Linked DNA regions of Mus musculus: all the other regions are linked to region 3. Evidence: chromatin contacts called from public promoter capture Hi-C data. All regions are on one chromosome and are shown on one strand. Each heading gives the region's core, a stretch centred on a gene start, on an enhancer-like site or on the middle of the called end of the contact. The rest is flanking DNA. Distances are from core to core; before and after follow the strand shown. Region 1 has its middle 18 kb from the start of Lsm11. Region 2 holds the start of Fndc9 (fibronectin type III domain containing 9). Region 3 holds the start of Slu7 (SLU7 splicing factor homolog (S. cerevisiae)).

What was found. Promoter capture Hi-C pulls out the DNA fragments that hold promoters and counts their contacts.
Region 1: a contact with region 3 is called in a promoter capture Hi-C map of liver, with 4 times the contacts expected there. The contact joins the enhancer-like site here to the promoter of Slu7 in region 3. A contact is called at or near these places in 3 of 39 promoter capture datasets (embryonic stem cells and liver), 1 of 115 datasets of contacts at active chromatin or transcription factors (astrocytes) and 1 of 9 other capture datasets (liver).
Region 2: a contact with region 3 is called in a promoter capture Hi-C map of hippocampal neurons, with 5 times the contacts expected there. The contact joins the promoter of Fndc9 here to the promoter of Slu7 in region 3. A contact is called at or near these places in 2 of 39 promoter capture datasets (hippocampal neurons and neutrophils) and 1 of 9 other capture datasets (adipose tissue).

What each region holds. Positions count from the first base shown.
Region 1 is chr11:45,925,193-45,928,113 of GRCm38.p6, reverse strand. No RefSeq gene overlaps it. Among named protein-coding and RNA genes, the nearest start is that of Lsm11, 18 kb to the left of the region's middle. Within about 2 kb of position 1,368, at least 112 of the 459 cell types and tissues checked have an H3K27ac peak or open chromatin away from gene starts, as enhancers often do. A contact at or near this core is called in liver, where this site is marked.
Region 2 is chr11:46,233,907-46,236,925 of GRCm38.p6, reverse strand. Fndc9 (fibronectin type III domain containing 9) reads right to left here and starts at 1,369. Exons shown (of 2, transcript NM_177075.4): 1 at 1,330-1,369. All of the region lies in intron 23 of Cyfip2 (cytoplasmic FMR1 interacting protein 2), which reads left to right.
Region 3 is chr11:43,432,221-43,435,310 of GRCm38.p6, reverse strand. It overlaps Slu7 (SLU7 splicing factor homolog (S. cerevisiae)), which reads right to left and starts at 1,580. Exons shown (of 16, transcript NM_198936.1): 1 at 1,492-1,580.

The DNA of each region.
Region 1 (2,921 bases), core at 119-2,618, 2.5 Mb before region 3:
GGAGTTCAGATCCATGCACCAGGTAGCAAGTCAGGCATCCCACAATTCCTGTAACCCCAGGTGTAAACCATGGTGGGCAGCAGAGACGAGGGCGCTTACTGGCTTCTAGCCAGGCTCAGGGATGTGACCCCACTTCAAATCAAAGGGGGAGGGTGAAGGAGAACATCTAGTGCCCTAAGCATGGACATAAATGCACACAAATGTGTGTGCTCACACACACACACAGACACATAAATAAATAAACAAGCTTTAGCTAATTGCAGTCCTGCTGTTGTGATCTTGGGCCTTTTTGATACCAAAGCACATCTCTGGAGTCCCATCCTCCAGGCACCTTTGTTCTCCTAAATTTGAGTTCTCCCAACTCTGAGCTGCACTAATCGCCCTATGGACTTCTTCTGCCTGGCCTTCACTGGCATTAGTCCATTCTCCTCATGATCTGGTGAAGTCACCATTAATTCTTATCCTTAGAGGCTTCCAGATATCTGTGAACGAGTCACAGCTTCCCTCTGCATGAAAGCAAGCTGGGTGGCCTGAGGGCTTGCCACGTCGGTGACTTAATCTCTCCTGTGAGCTTTCTCGGTACCCAGTAGGACAGACAAATAAGCAAGTCACTCTGGTTTGGACATGGCATGCATCTGCCATCTCAGCACACTGGAGAGAGTCAGGAATCGGAAGCTAGCCTAGGCTACATAGCTAGATCCAATCTCTAAAGCTCTAAGGACAGTATAGCTTGGTGGTAGAGTGCTTGTCTAGCCTGGGCAAACCCCTGGCTCACTCTCGCTTTCTTCCCCCCCCCCCCAGTCTCTCTGTCTTTCTCTCCTGATTCTTTCTCACATTAACTTGGCATGTTCTAATAGACCTAGGTTAACCTGGGCTCAACTGCATTTGTAAATGCCTAACCACCACAAAAGGGGAGGACGAGGCAAGGCCCACGATTCCCTTGTTTCATACCTCATTATCCAGGGTATGGAAAACCCATAAGTAAATATATCTATCTTTACCTTGGTTTTCCTGAGTAGGATAAGAAAGAACTGGGGGGAGGGGGGGGTGGAATCCTTGCCGGCTAGTCTTGGATAGAACTAAGTATCTTTCTCAGTCTGCTCAGTTGCCACTAGGTGGCAGTGGGTTAAAGAAAACTGCTTCGCTAGCTCTTGGAAGGACCCATGTCTCAGGCAGCGATCCATACTTAAATATGTAGAAGCTTTGACATCAAGGGAAAAAATCAGCTGCGACCCACCCCATGGCAATGTGGGTTGTCGTGGATTGTATTCTTAAGCTCAGCCAGCGCAGCTGCTGTCAGTCAGGGAGGGAAATGACCTTAGAAAAGAATGAGAAGTGTTTCCCAGTATCCCTTACTTCAGGGTGTCGGTCACTATCTCCCCCTGCTGGCAGGAGACTGTGCCTGCACTGCTGTACGGAATCCCTTGTTTCTCCCGCAATTGAAACAATACAGAAACAATTGAAATGATAGATACAGTCTGCAGCGCCCTGTGAAAGCCCAGGTGTGGCAATGGTTGCTACTGAGTGGAGTGACCACTCCAGAACTGGATGCAGACATGTTCATGAGTCAGACGGGCATTTATAATGAACAGAGGAAACCTGTTGTGTTAGATTGGAACAGCCAAGCAACGGGATCGGGGGTTTCGGGTATCAATGCTTATATATATCTTGTAAAGAGAAAGGTTTATCCTACCCCTAATTTTGGAGGTTCCTGCCTGTGATTAGCCCATTGCTCCCGGCCTGTAGTGAGGCAGCCTGCTACAGCAAAGCTCCATCCTCTGTATTTCATAGTGAACTTATTTCCTGCGAGGGTCTTTGGCTCTCAGGAATCACTTCAGTTTCCTCATCTCTAAAATAGGCACACACCATTTTCATCTTTAAAAGCTGGCAGTTGGGGCTGGAGAGATGGCTCAGTGGTTAAGGTGCTTACAGGCCCTCAGAGGACAGAGCTTAGATCCCAGCAACCGTGTCGGTGCCTCACAAGCATCTTTACCTCCAGCTGCAGAGCATCCGATGGCCGACACAGACTCTTACACATAAATAAAAATCAATCTTAAAGCGTTGGTGATGTATCCTGCTAAGCCGACAGAGCACACCCTTGGTGCCCTTTACACTTGAACTTGCTGTGTGATGTTCTGTAGTTTTCTACATTTTTTACCTTGAGACCAGATCCACCACACTGGCACCGTGGCCTCCTTTCTCTCAGCATGCATGTGTTCCTTGGCTCCCCCAAATTCTCTGTGCTCCCTCAATTGGCTCTTCCTGGGTTAAACCTTCAGAAGATCACATATGCTGCGAGTAGAGCCCCGTGCTTCCCCAGGAAGGACATTAGGCTCCATGGGACATTCATTAGTTGGGGTTACAAAAGGGCCATGGGGCACTGGAATGGTAATTTCCTACACGAGACCCCAGTGACCCAGTGAGAGCTAGCTCAGCTGGTCTGAGCATGTGGCTAATGAGGGAAGGGTCACAGATTCACTCCTGTGTGGGCCAATTAGAGTCACGTGGAAAGTACACGCCGGTGGCAGCAAGCAGCAGCTCACACATTAGCTAACTGGTCACCAGGATGGCTTGTCACCAGTTATCATCACTGTCAGAAATCCAAGCAAGTGCTTACATCATCTTTCCTGTGACTGCATGGCCCAATGTGCCCCCACCCTCAACACACACTCAGGTAACTCATGGCGACTTCAGAGTTTCTGCCTTGGTCTCCAGCACACCTCTTGCCCCATATCTATTTAGCTGTTGTTTTCCTTTAAGTTGGCTTGCTTTTTAACTTTGACTTAAAAAGGAGCCGAGAGAGGAAAATTGAGAAATCTGCCCCGGGTCATGTATAGCACATGTAATTATTCAGAATAAAGCCTTCATCTTCCAGCCAGCTCTAAACAGCTCCTGTGCTTGCCACTGTTGTAAAACGTAGA
Region 2 (3,019 bases), core at 120-2,619, 2.8 Mb before region 3:
ATAAAATTGCTTTTGTTGCTACTTCATAACTGTAATTTTGCTACCGTCATGACTTGTAATGTAAATGTTTGTGTTTTCCAATGGTCGTTTGGCCCCCAAAGGGGTTGAGAACCACAGCAAATCGGCAGTTGCTGGATCCAGGCTGTGCCAGGTGGCTTCTCCCACAATAACAGACTCCATTCCCATCTTATTAATGAGCGGCCTGGAGTATCAGCTCACAGGAAGAGAGAGAACTTACCCACTTAGCCACTGTATTTCAATGCAGAGCCCCTGAGTTCAGTAATAGATTATTATTGTTGATTATTTATTATTATTATTATTATTATTAAATTATTGGTAAATGAGGTACCCTGGTTGGCTGTATGGCAGATGAGCCCTGTTCAGATTGTAAGCCTTTCAGCTTTGGTAAAGGAGAGGCATCAAGGTTTTTGGGTTTTCTTTCATTCTCTCCGATTGAGAGAAAGCTTTCCTTCTGAATCCCCCCTGATCAAAAATCTAGACAAGCGTTGCCAGGCTCTATATGTTCCGGTCTCCCTCTGCCTTCTTCTCCATTCCCCATCCCCAGCCAGAAGTGCAGATGCTGCGGAAGATTGAAATGGCAAGCGGGCACGTTCAGCCCAAAGTGAATATTAAGCCAAACTGATTTCTGTTTCTGGGCTTGTGTTGTTAGGCTAGGTGAGCCAGGGGAAAACGTAACAGCGTGAAGTAAGTTTTCAGTCCTTGGTTTCCATCTCTAAAGACAGTGACATGCTTGAGAAAGCAGCTTCCTCCTCTCCACGTGGCTGGGAATTTGCACCCAGTAAATGGGAAATACAAAAGATGAGGCAGGGGTGTACAGAGCCTCCCAGAGATGGCTTTCAGAAGGAAACGGACTTACTCTCCCTCGGGTCTCTTGATGTATGCCCACCTCCCCACCCAGGGACCTACATACCCAACAAACACACTTCCAACCTCCGTAAGTGGGCGGAATTCATACCCTGTTAATACACAGGCGCCCTGTAAGGCCCTCCCATCGGGGTGATCGGGCATCCTGTCCTTGTACACATACCTCCCCTTCTGCTTGCCTCCCCCCTGCTGCTGGCCATCTTATAGCCTGGGTTCCCTGCAGCAGACGTTTCTAAGAGCTTCCACCGAGACTGCTTCTACAGCATCTCCAGCTTCCAGGGACAAATCCATCTCTTCGTATTTATTTTTTTTTTTCTCCCCGTCTTCTGTTTTTAAACTCTTCCCATTTTTAGCTATCCAGTCCCCACAGCCTGGCCCCTCTCCAGGCAGAGTGTGAAAGGAAAAGCCATTTTTATTTCCAAGACAGCCATCCATGCCTCTTACCTGATGCTCGCAGTGTGTCTGGTATAGACGTCTCCCCTCTGAGCCGGAGCGGACCGGATCCCAGGTGACGAGCTTCTCCCTCTTCTCCCTCCTCCGCACCAGGCTCTCCTTGATGTTTCTCACTCACCACTGAGTAATCCCACTGTCGCCCCCAACGCTCACATTATTCATTCTTCAGATCAGCATCATTCACCATGGCAACCAGCAGGCATCTACGCACAATGCTTTCAGGGACCAGTCTGAGTAGGCTTTTGCCAGTGAAAGGAGCTTTGGTTCCTTCAGCAAGAAACGAGCAGGTTGAAAAATTTTGCAGGTTGATCCCCAAGATAGCACATTCTTCTAGTGCTTGTGTATTTTCTCTGTAGTTGGCGCTCTCTCTCTCTCTCTCTCTCTCTCTCTCTCTTCAGGTACACATGTTCATGTCATACCTATGTAGAGATCAGAAGGCAGCCCTTAAGTGTCATTTCTCCAGAACCGTCTACTCTCTGTTTGAGACAAAGTCTCTCATGAGCCTGGAATTTGCACCCAGCAGGCTAAGGCCAGCTGGCCAGTGAGCTTTGCAAGCTCTGAGGTACAAAGGCACACCCCCGTGTCTGGCATTTTTATGTGGGTTCTGGGGATTGAACTCAGGTCCTGAGGCTCCTTGAGGTAAGGGGTTTACTGCTGAGCCATCTTGAAGGCTGACCAGTGATCATTGTCTTACTCCATCTCCATCTGTGGATAGTGGTTTCAAATGCAAAGATGCCCTTCGGTTCTGTGGCGAACTTGTCCCCTCCTTTCCTGTCCCACTTCCCCCCTGGAAATTCTCCCCCTCCTTCCTCTCATTTCCTGCAGTGCCTCTACATGATGGTTCTGGGCGAGATTCTTGTATTGCCTGGATCCCAGTTCCTTCAACTCTAAAGCTTCGAACACCTCAGGGGCAAAACACGGGTACCAACATTTCAAATACCCTTGTCAAGATTGCTCAACCATTATCTCCCATGGACTGGTGGTCCCTCAACATGAACTTTAGAGCATGGCTTTAGAAGTAGAGCCTTCATGGGTGTTAATTAGTTAAGGATCGCGAGATGAAATCACCCTTGATCACTTCTATGGAGTCTTTCTAAGAGAATGAACGTTTGAACCCATGGAGACACACACACAAGAGGAGGCCATGTGGAGGCAGAGGCAGGAGTGGAAGCAATGGATCCATGAGCAGCGGGCGGGGATAGGGGATGGGGATGGGGGGACGGGACAGGGGAGCTGTCCTGCAGACGTGCTGATTTCAGGCTTCCTGTCCACAGAACTGTGTGAGAAAGCATCCTGTCACTTATGAGCCACCATGTTTGTGCCAGTCTGTCACAGCATTCTAGGAATACAGCACATCTCCCCTCCTGGCTGAGCTCACACTCAGCCTTGGAGTTCTGAGCACAGACATATGAATGAACGGCTGCTTGCCAGCCAGCCAGCCAGTCAGCCAGTCAGTCAGTCAGTCACCTGGAACTGACGCGAGAAATGGAAGCTGCTTAGTGTTCCTGGGGCAGATGGGACCCAGTCTGCCTTGCCTTTGAGGACTCCTGAATTTTCTGTTTATCCCAACAAATTCCTTCCTGGTCTCCTCAACATTACAAAAATATCTCACTGTCATCTGTCCAAGAGCCTGGACATGTCTGAATGGAGGGTGAGATGAGTTCTAAATTTGTGTGTGTGT
Region 3 (3,090 bases), core at 331-2,830:
ATCTAGTTCTCTCTGTCTCTGCCTCTCTCTCTCTCTCACACACACACACAAACACACACCACAAAATCACCCATATTCATAGTGTGCCTATTTTTATACCTCTGCTTTGCACTCCTCTGCTCTGGTCACTGACTTCATTTCCATTCCCGACCATTCCATGCCTTCTTTTGTCAGAGATTCTCATTCTTTGGCTTCTATAACATGTTACTGGTTTTCCGTGAACACCTCTCCTGTTCTCGACTTCTCTGCAGGCTCATCTATTTGCACACGTTTATTTAGAGGCTGATTCCTTACAGAGCAGCAAGAGCCTCACTCACCACTCTAAACAATACCAGTTGCCAAGATTCAGGAGGAACAGTATCCCACTACTGGGGTTCCATACTATCTCTCTGCCCTAGACTTTTCATTTGATCTTCAAATCTACACAACCAACTGTGTACATGACATCCACACCCAGAACACTAAGTATTTATCCACAGCATTCCTTAAACTCCATGACTTTCCTGTGAAATTGTGTCTGCCTCCATCTCCCGAGTTCTGGCTTTATAGGCATATGCCACCATAGAGGTCTGTGTATGGGGCAGGTGAGACGGTTCACCTACTGCTCCTGTAGACAACCCTAACTCAGTTCTCAGCATCTATGTCAGGTGGCTCACAACTGTCCCTAACTCCAGCTACAGGGATTCCAAGAAGACTACACACGTTCTTACAAGGGCAAACCCACCTACCTACTTATACACATAATTAAAATAAAATAGACTTAAAAATAAAAACAGAAGTGTTAGAAATCCGTGGTAGTATATACTAGAAGCACAGATTTAATCATCTTCATTTTAACAGTTACCATTTCTTTAATTTACCATGCAGACCGTCACCAAATCTTTACAACCACCCTATTTTATGGTGAGGAAACAAGTTTGGGGCGGGGGGGGGGGGGTTAACACCTTCAGATAACAAGACATTAGTGAGAGACGACAGATCGCAAACCCAAGCCTGACTTTAGTTGGTCTTTCAACCCCTGTTACAAACCACAGACACTGGAGTGCAGGCCTGTCACATTCAAGATTAAGAGGGACTGAAGTGTTTTGTCATTAGGTTCCACTGCTCTGCAGAGGGTCCGGCTCTCTCCGAGTTAGAACTTTAACAGCTCCCACTCACTGATGCAATACGGACATTCTAATTTGACCCTCACAAAATAAGATCATCTCCACCTAACGGAAAAAACTGAACCTCAAAGGAACTCTTTTGGGGACAGAGGGCTCAGCTTCGGTACGGGCTGCTCAGGATGTCCGGCTTACAGTGACCAGGGCTTTTCCTTGAGGAGTCAGCCTCGGTCCGGCTGAACGCGAGGGCGGCGCCTGCGTCCTGGGCCACAGTCTCCACCCGGGTCCGCCGTTCCACGACGGCTCATCACCGCGAGGACTCACTGCAGGGGATACCCGCTCCCCGAGGTCCCCAGTTCGTCTGCTCAATCTCAGAACCCCAACTTACCCAGTCGCGCCGCAGACCACTCAAAACCATCCGCCAGAAACGAAGCGACTCGGCAATGTTTACTTCCGGGTTCCCTGCCTTCTTCCGGCTGCGCAGAGATAACTTCCGGGAGATCGGCACATGCGCATTTGCAAGCGCTTGGCTCTTTTTTTTTTTTTTTTTTTTTTTTTTTTTTTTTTTTGACCCAGAAAGGCGAAGTGATGGCAGTGCAGCTTTCTTTCTGGAACAGCACAGAATCTTTTTTTTTTTTTTTTTTTTTTTTTTTTTTAAAGATTTATTTATGTATATGGATAATCTATAGCTGTACAGATGGTTGTGAGCCTTCATGTGGTTGTCGGGAATTGAATTTTTTTAGGACCCCTGCTCGCTCCGGTCAACCCCGCTCGCCCAGTCAGTCTCTGCTTGCTCCCACCCAAAGATATATAAGTACACTGTAGCTCTCTTCAGACACACCAGAAGAGGGCATCAGATTCCACTACAGATGGTTGTGAGCCACCATGTGGTTGCTGGGTTTTGAACTCAGGACCTTCAGAAGAACAGTCAGTGAGTGCTCTTACCTGTTGAGCCATCTTGCCAGCCTACAGCACAGAATCTTAGCAAAAATGATTATTGAAAATGCTGCAAAGGTCGGCGTAATGGCACACACCTTTAATCCTAGCAGAGATAGGCATATCTTTGAGGTCCTGGCCAGTGACATAGGAAGACCCTTTTTCAAACAAACAAACAAACAAACATCCCCATAAAAAACAAACTCCTGGAAAATAGGCGACTTTGGTGAATTTATTTTTCTTAAAAAAAAAAAAAAAAAAAGCCTTATGCCAGGCAGTGGTGTCACATGCCTTTAATCCTAGCACTTGGGAGGCAGAGGCAGGCAGATTTCTGAGTTCGAGGCCAGCCTGGTCTACAGAGTGAGTTCCAGGACAGCCAGGGCTACACAGAGAAACCCTGTCTCAGGAAAAAAAAAAAAAAAGCCTTATGTTTTTTGTGTGTGAGTTTGCACATCATTGGCGTTAGATCATCTGTGACTGGAAATGCAGATATATGTCTGTGAACCAGAATGAGTACCAAACCGGGGGCTTCTGCAAGAATGACCTGTATTGACTACTGAGCCATTGCTTGGCCATTTTTCTTTATGCTGTCTTGTGGTTATTTATACTTCCCCTACGTGAAGTGCTCTTCAGATATACAGGACTATAGCTAACGTCCCCACCACCTCAGTCAAACAGCCCAAAGTAGTAGACTTTTTAAAAAAGGAACTTGAAGTGGGTTAAGAATGTAAAAATAATTTTGATTTTTCAAGGCAGCTAAAGGCAGAGCAGAGTCCTGCGGACTCAGAGCGCAAGGCTTGAGAGAGGGACCAAGAAGGCAGGGATTATCTTTGGATGAACGCTTTCTGTAAAGCTAAATTAGGAGAGACTTGTATTAGCTGAGGACTCTATTATAAGTTTACCAACCAGGTACATTATTTCCCAGTAACAAGTGGGGATCACAAAGCTGGCCTGGGAACACCATCACTCAGAAAAACATGTCCTTTTAAAGACAGGATGGTGATATTATTTACACTTGCAGTGGACTGGGGAAAAGCAATGTTTCCTGTTG